2 separate regions of the Macaca mulatta genome follow, and region 2 is linked to region 1. The links are chromatin contacts, called in public Hi-C maps. All regions are on one chromosome and are shown on one strand. The core of a region is the stretch at or near the end of the contact, and the rest is flanking DNA. Distances in the headings are between cores, read along the strand shown. Region 1 has its middle 17 kb from the start of UNC5CL. Region 2 has its middle 150 kb from the start of UNC5CL.

Region 1 (3,632 bases), core at 420-2,919:
AGTCCTTTGGCGAGCCCCACATGCAGATAAACTAAAAACCCCTGGTCAATAATCAGCAACAACTTGCCAGCCATTGACTGGGTAACTGTGGAAGTGGATCCTCCAGCCCCAGTCAAACCTTCAGATGATTGCTGCCTCATGGAGTCCCTGAACCAAGAACGCTTCTGACTCCTTGAGCCACAGACACAGTGAGAGATTATAAATGACTGCTGTGTGAGGCCACTAAGTTGGAGGGGTTGGTAATTTGTAATACAGCAATAGATAATTCATATAGCACCTATGATACCTTATGACTTAAGTACAAGGTTACTGGGTATTAATCAAAATTCTAGTTTTCAAGCAAGAGAAACCAATTCTGATACATGTAAGCCAAAGGGGAATTTTCAGGGAGGGCGTCAGGGCGCACCAAATCCAAGAAAAGACTGGAGACTCCAGTGTAGGATCCTCTGGCAACAGAACTCCAGTTCCAGTTCAGGGAGAGGAACAGCCAGGTGTCCACACCTCCATGACTCCAAAGAGCCACTAATCATTCCATATATCTTGATTTAGTCTGTTCAGACTGCCATAAAGAATACCACAGACTGGGTGGCTCAAACAACAAACATTTGGTTCTCATAGTTCTGGAGGAAGGGAAGTCCAAGATCAAGGTTCTGACAGATACGGTGGCTGGTGAGGGCCCTTTTCCTGGTTCTCAGACCACTATCTTCTCATTGTATGCTCAAGACACAGGAAGCAAGCTCTCCTGTATCTCTTCTTATAAGGGCACTAATGCCACTCATGAGGGCTCCACCTTCATGACCTAATTACCTCCCAAAGGCCGCATTTCTGAATAGCATTTTATTGAGGGTTAGGATTTTAACGTATGAATTTTGGGGGCATACAAACGTTCAATCCATAGCACATCCTCAGTCTACTCACAGAGGATTCAGGGTCTAGAGTGACAGAGACATTGATCATGTTCCAGCCCCCTGGCTACACCAAGGGCAAGAAAAAGCATCTGCCCCTTGGTATTATTTCCCTCTGAGACAATCCCACTAGGGAAAGATGATTCTTGAAAGCAAGTCATGGTGCTCTTAAAGAAGGGGATGGGATGCTCTGCAGCCAACATCAATAAATGTCCAGCCCAGTGATCATTACAAGGTGTTACAAAGAAGAAGGCTTTGAATAATATTGAACCAGGCTACGTGTAGGCCATGGGCTTCATAGTCATTAATCCTCACAATAATCTTAAAAGGAGGATGATATTATCCCCATCATCCTGACAAGGAGGCAGAACCTCAGACACATTAAGTAACTTGCCAGAATCCACGTGGAAAGTGAAGAAGCTGGCTTCTAAGTTAAAGTCTGTGGGGTTCCAGAATCCTTACTTGTCCCACATAACCAGGCTTCCAAGAAGGGCCTCAAGGGAATGGAACCACATTCTTGCTTTGATGAAGTCAAATAAATTAAAAAGAGTTTATTAAGGGAAAGAGACGGAGACTGAAGTAAAGGATTCACCTGATCTTCTCCCAAGGAAGAATGTGCCTGAGTCATATCTGACTGGCTTGACCCAGAAAGAAGAGGGTAGTCACAGGCAGAAAGGAAGGACAACACAGGCTCACAGAGACGGGCGATCTCCAGAACTTGAAACTTCCCAAGGGCTTACACCCTGTGTACTAAACATGGTCTGCTTCTGCCACCTAGCCACAGATGGTCTCCTCAGCCAGAGCACAAGAAGCCCAACTGTGATGAAACCCTGTGGGTGGGTATGCAGCGAGGACAAGCCACATGTGAAGACTTTCCTGGTAGATTTCCAAGATAACCAATGCCACTGGGTCCCCTTGTCTGTCATGTGCCTTCTTTGTATTTATCTGAGATTCCCAGGGAAAGGATGGCCAGCTCCTCCCTTAGATTAGGGGGGGTGTGCCCTTCCCCACCCCCATCTATACTCTCTGCCCCACTAAAGAACTTTTCTATAATCTCGTCTTTACCCTATTCAGCATCTTCCAAATATTATTCTTCATTTTCCAATTGTGTCTTTTCTAGTTCATTTGGAAATGAAATCTGGTTTCACCTGAAGGTTGAGAGCCAATATGAAGCATATTCCTGTCCTTGGGCTAATATCTTTATGATGTCATGACACTAACCAGCTAGGATTGACTTAGCTTTTTTTTGGCCAGAAGGCATAACATCTCTGCCAACAAGAAACTAGCATAGGCTGGATTAAAGTCAGCATGAGAAAGAGTACCTGAAGATAAGAAAATAAATGAAGGCCCACCATGTTTCTAAGCACATAGTAAATAGTCAAATATGTGCAGAGGAGATGAATAAACATATCTGTGTAAGGCTTTCGAAAGGATCAGGATGACAGGTCTCACAAAAAAAGCATTTCCAGGCTTTTGTATTTTACAGACCAATATTTTTGTGTTTTATTTTTTAATTTGGGGAGGAGAAAATCAACATAGGATTATTATCTTTTTACTTTACCAAGTAGACATTTTAATAAAGCTATCATTGCTTTACCATCCTTTCATAAGGTAATAGGCCTGTTAACACAAGCAAAGTAAGAAGTATATGATCACAGAATAAAGAACAGTCTTTGCAGTGAAAAAATCATTGGCACACTGGATACAGGTCTTTGTTTTATACTATGTAGTCCCTCTCTGGCTAGTTTAAGCACAAACAATATATTATGGAGCCAGATAGATAGTTCACAAATCACTGGAAAGGCTGTAGGGATATACTCCAAGTTGAATTCCATATTAACACCCCAAACTATGCATGCAACTTGCCACTAAGGGAGCTGCTGCCACAGCTGCTGACCACTCTAGCTCCTCAAAATGAGCACCAGCTTCATGCCCTGTTCAACTCCCTCCATTATTCCAAATCATCCCTCCATATTCCAAATCAAAGTCCTGCATGAGTCCAGCTGATTGGCTGAACCTAAGCATATCTAGATCCCCATCTGCCAAGAAGTCTGGGAAACATCATTTTAGTCTTCAGCCTCTGCAGTACAGGGAGGCACAGGGGCTGGAGAAGGCATGGAACGAACCAATTTGCCACTGTTGATGAGCTTGTTGTCAGACCATAGCACTTCTAAACCATGTCAAGGTCTAAGCCTGGGTTACAGGATAACATTTGTGTGTACTGGCATGAGAGCCATCCTAAGGAACGTGTGCAGGCATGCTTTACTGAGAAGATTCTGAAGGTCAGTGGTCTTACACAGGCACCGTATCAAGGTTCTGACTGGTGTCTGGTGACGGCCCTCTTCCTGGTTCTCAGACCACCATCTTCTCATTGTGTGTGCCCACGTGATAAAAAGCAGAGAGAAATGAAGCAAACTCTCCTGGGTCTCTTCTTACAAGGACGCTAATGCCATTCACGAGGGCTCCAGTTTCATGACCTAATTACCTCTTAAAGGCCAACTTCCTAATACCATCTCATTGAGGGTTAGGATTTTATCATATGAATTTTGGGGGCACACAAACATTCAATCCATAGCACATCCTCAGTCTACTCTCTGCCAGAACCTTGATACAGCACCTACTGAGTGCATGGCTATTCTTGAGAAGGGAATTTGCTGCCTGAGGCTACAGCATGATTACACTCTGACTGTAGTAGACATCTGTCTTATTTGTGGCTTCTCATCAACT
Region 2 (3,829 bases), core at 280-2,779, 130 kb before region 1:
ACTGGCACTGTTTCATAGATAGGGAAGTCAATGTGGGAGTTCCATAGGGCCTGCTGGGCCCATGGTTGGGGGTCACCACCACCAAGCTGTGTCCTGATGCCATTCCTTCCCCAGGGCTTCGGCCTCTTCCTTTCTGCCCTGACCCTGGAAACATGATCCTTCCAAGTTCACTCCTCAGCAAAATTTTCCATCCTCAGAACGGGTTTTCCAGACAGGACGAAATATGCTTTTAAGACTCTCTTCTCAAGGGCAATAGAAACTTCCTTACTTACGGCACAAGGAAAAACGAGGCAAAAATAATTACTGAGCGCCTACTATGTGTCAGCATTGTGCCTGCCGGTTTATGCACACTAATCTCATTTACACCACATAGTAACTGGCTGAAGTGGGTTAGCCCATTTTACAGATGAGGAAACTGAGGCATGGGGAGTTAAATGACTTTGACAGGATCACACAGGTGGGTAAGTGATAATGCTGGGACTCAAACCTAGAGTTCTCTGACTCCAGTGTGCATGTTCTTTCTACCATGTTAACTACATAAACATGACAGAATGGTCAAGGAGGCAGAGTAGACTCCACAAAGACAAAATGACAAAATATTTGCCATTTCTTCATGCTAGAAACATTTGGATTGCTAAGAAACAGCAACGATACAGAAGAGTTACAGGACCCAGACTTGGAGATCTTCTTACCAGTTTCCACCTCCATTTTGGATCTCTCTATAATCAGCTTCCTGTGGCCAGTCTCTTCTTCATTGAGAATCCTTTTGTTTTTGTTTTTGTGCTGTTGCCTTTGTTGAGAGTTCTTACAGAGCTCTTCCCAAGATGGTTCTCTGCTTATCTTTCACATTCTGGTCTATGCTGACTCCCTTAACTCTTGGCAAGCGCCTGCTCCTCCAGGTTTTTTTCACTAGCAAAATTATTTTCCCTTCTTCATTCAAAACATGATGCTAGAGCTCCAATCTTGAGCTGGATGCTAGACAAGGACCTTGGGACAACAGTGATTACCACTTAGCAAGCACTTGCTACTGGACAGCATTCATATATGCTGAATGTTAGCATGCAGTATCTCATTTAATTGTCTGGACATCCTTAGGGTAGGTGTTAGTATCTCTGTTTGATGGATCGGGTAGCTAAGGCCCAAAGTCACTGAGTAAGCTGCCCAACATCACAGACAGTCAGTTCTCAACCTCAGCTCTGTGTGGCCCAGAACCTCTGGCATTAACCCCACCCACAGGGGATGGTCAGGAAGATAACCCGCTTCCCCATCCTCTCTACTATGGATCTTGATTCTTACTATAAGTTAATATAGATTCTCAATATAATTTAATATACCAAATAGATGACAGTGGGACTCTGCTGGGATAGAAGAGAAACATGTGATACGTCTGCTAGGATCTGTAGTCCATTTGAAGAGACTAACACATGAAGTGCATTCCATGACCTCCCTTGGGTCCTGGGACATTCTTGTGTGTTCCTTCCCACCTCCCTAACATTCCCTTTGATCTCCTGCTCAAGCTGCCCTGTTAATGCTGGTGTTCTACAGGGCTCCATCTTCAACCTATCTCTCTTCTCACACCACATCAGGGCTTAGAGATTTGAATAACCACGAGGAGTGTGCAGAAATTCACCCAGCAGGCTGAGCATTAAACAATAGCTGCTTGCACAGCAACCAAACAAAACCTTTGCCTGGCTACGGGCCTTGAACCATACCCAGCCTGACAAAGCTTCCAAACAAAACAGAACATTTTGGCAACCCAAGCCATGCTCAGAGCTGCAGGGTTGTTGCTCTTATTTCTATTTTCCCGGGACAATTTCATCTATCTCAAGTATTTATCTATTATCTACTTCCTCCATGATGATAACATCTGCATCTGCTGTCTTCAGCCCAGGTCTCTCTCCTGGCTTCCGACTCTGTGCATGTGACGGTCTGCTGACATCTCCAGCTGCCTCTAGACCCAACTTGGCCAAACTTGAATGCACCATCCCCCATTTCTCTCCATCCTCCTACCTGTGTTTATCTCCCCCCTTTCCCTTTCCCATCCCAGTTTCTCACTTTCTTGCTCGCTCTGTCTCTCTCTCTCCAGCCCTCCAGTACCTGCCCTAGTTCAAGCTGTTGCCCTAGTCCCCTTGAATATTGCTGTAGCCTCCTACCTAGGTCCCACCGCCCCCCATCCATCCTTCTCACTGCAGCCTGAGTCACTGACCAAAAATAAAAATCTAAGGCTACCTCCAGCTTAAAATTCATAGCCTGTGGGAAAAGACACAAACCCCTTAGCTGGGTATCCAAGCCCTCCCCGGCCGGGCAGCACATACGTCTAGAGCCACCCCTGGTTCTCACTTCACTCTCTGGGCACAACCAATTGTGTGCACTTGTCCTACATACACCACAGAGCACCACGCTCCAGCATCTCTAGGCCCACTGCTGCCTCTGCCTGGAGAACCTTCCTTTCCCACCCACCCACACTCTGCCTTTGCCGAGCCACTGCTATGTATTTTGAAATTCTACATTGGTGCCACCGCCTCTGAGAAGCCTTCTCTGACATCCCCCAAGTCTGGACCAGGCACCCCTCCTTTTGAGGGGGGCGGTGCACAGTATCTGGTACCATGGCACAAGATTTCAACATTGCTTGTTTACTTGTCTGTGAACCACAAGGCAACCGCCCCTGGCAGGCACTGGAGTTGCCTACCCAACACCTAGGACCTTTTCCTGATTTTATTCAGGCAAGAAATTGCTCAGTCTTGAGGATGATGGTTTTTTTTTTTTTTTAACTTTTAAAAATTTTATTTTTTATTGATACATAATAGTTGTGCATACATTGAGGATACATGTGATAATTTAACACATTTGAATAACTTGTAAAGATCAAATCATTATACTCGGGATATATATTGCCTTAAATATTTGTCTTTTCTTCACGCTAGAAACATTTGAATTGCTATCTTCTAGCTCCTTTGAAATATACAATAGATAATTAGTAGTTAACTTTTACTGGGAACCAAGTACTGTGCTAAGCACCTTATGTACATTAAACATTTAATCCTTACATCAACCTGTGAAGTATCATTATCACCATTTTACAAATGAGAAAACTGAGAAACAAAAGGTTAAGCTCCTTGCCCAGGGTTATATAACTCAAAAGTGATGAAGCCATGATTTGAACTGTGGCCCTCAGGCTCCAGAGCCTGGGCTCTTAGTGGACATGATAGACACACTGCTTTTCCCATGAACAGCACATCACAATTGGCCCAAGGCAGCCAGTTATGGCATCCCATTCTGGTTTGCCTGTGACTGGTCTAGAAACAGGCATGGGATCCAGATACGGTCACTGGGTTATAATGAGAAGGCAGCAAGGCACTTCTAGGAAAGGTGTTCTTCCCCTATGAAAAAAAAAAAAGGAGCAAAGTGAAGGTCCCTGTCCTGTCTTTGAGCATTAGGATATTAGGATGTTGTTGGGGGCTGTGATGGCCATCTTGCCATCTGAGGAGAGTTATCACTGATGCACCAAGAATGGTTCTTGATGGCACTGCTGAGCTGTGGAACCTACAGCCTCTAAGGACCACAGCCCTGGACTTCTTTCTTATTTTAGATGAGATAATGAATATCTGCATTGTTTTGTCAGAGGTGTTTAAACTGGAGCAACTCCATCTTGAATAGGGGCTGGATAAAATAAGGCTGAGACCTACTGGGTGGCGTTCCCAGACAGGCATTCTAAGTCACAGGATGAGATGGGAGGTCAGCACAGATACAAGTAACAAAGACCTTGCTGATAAAACAGGTTGTAGGAAAGAAGCCGGCTAAAACCCACCAAAAGCAAGATGGCAATGAG

Evidence for each region. A called contact is a pair of places that touch in the nucleus more often than the background predicts.
Region 2: a Hi-C map of cortical neurons shows a contact between it and region 1, with 5 times the contacts expected there. The contact joins two enhancer-like sites. A contact is called at or near these places in 4 of 14 Hi-C or Micro-C datasets (cortical neurons, fetal cortex germinal zone, liver and 1 more).

The regions. Positions count from the first base shown.
Region 1 is chr4:141,166,953-141,170,584 of T2T-MMU8v2.0, reverse strand. No RefSeq gene overlaps it. Among named protein-coding and RNA genes, the nearest start is that of UNC5CL, 17 kb to the right of the region's middle. Within about 2 kb of position 1,669, at least 2 of the 40 cell types and tissues checked have an H3K27ac peak or open chromatin away from gene starts, as enhancers often do. A contact at or near this core is called in cortical neurons, where this site is marked.
Region 2 is chr4:141,298,656-141,302,484 of T2T-MMU8v2.0, reverse strand. No RefSeq gene overlaps it. Among named protein-coding and RNA genes, the nearest start is that of UNC5CL, 150 kb to the right of the region's middle. Within about 2 kb of position 1,529, at least 4 of the 40 cell types and tissues checked have an H3K27ac peak or open chromatin away from gene starts, as enhancers often do. A contact at or near this core is called in cortical neurons, where this site is marked.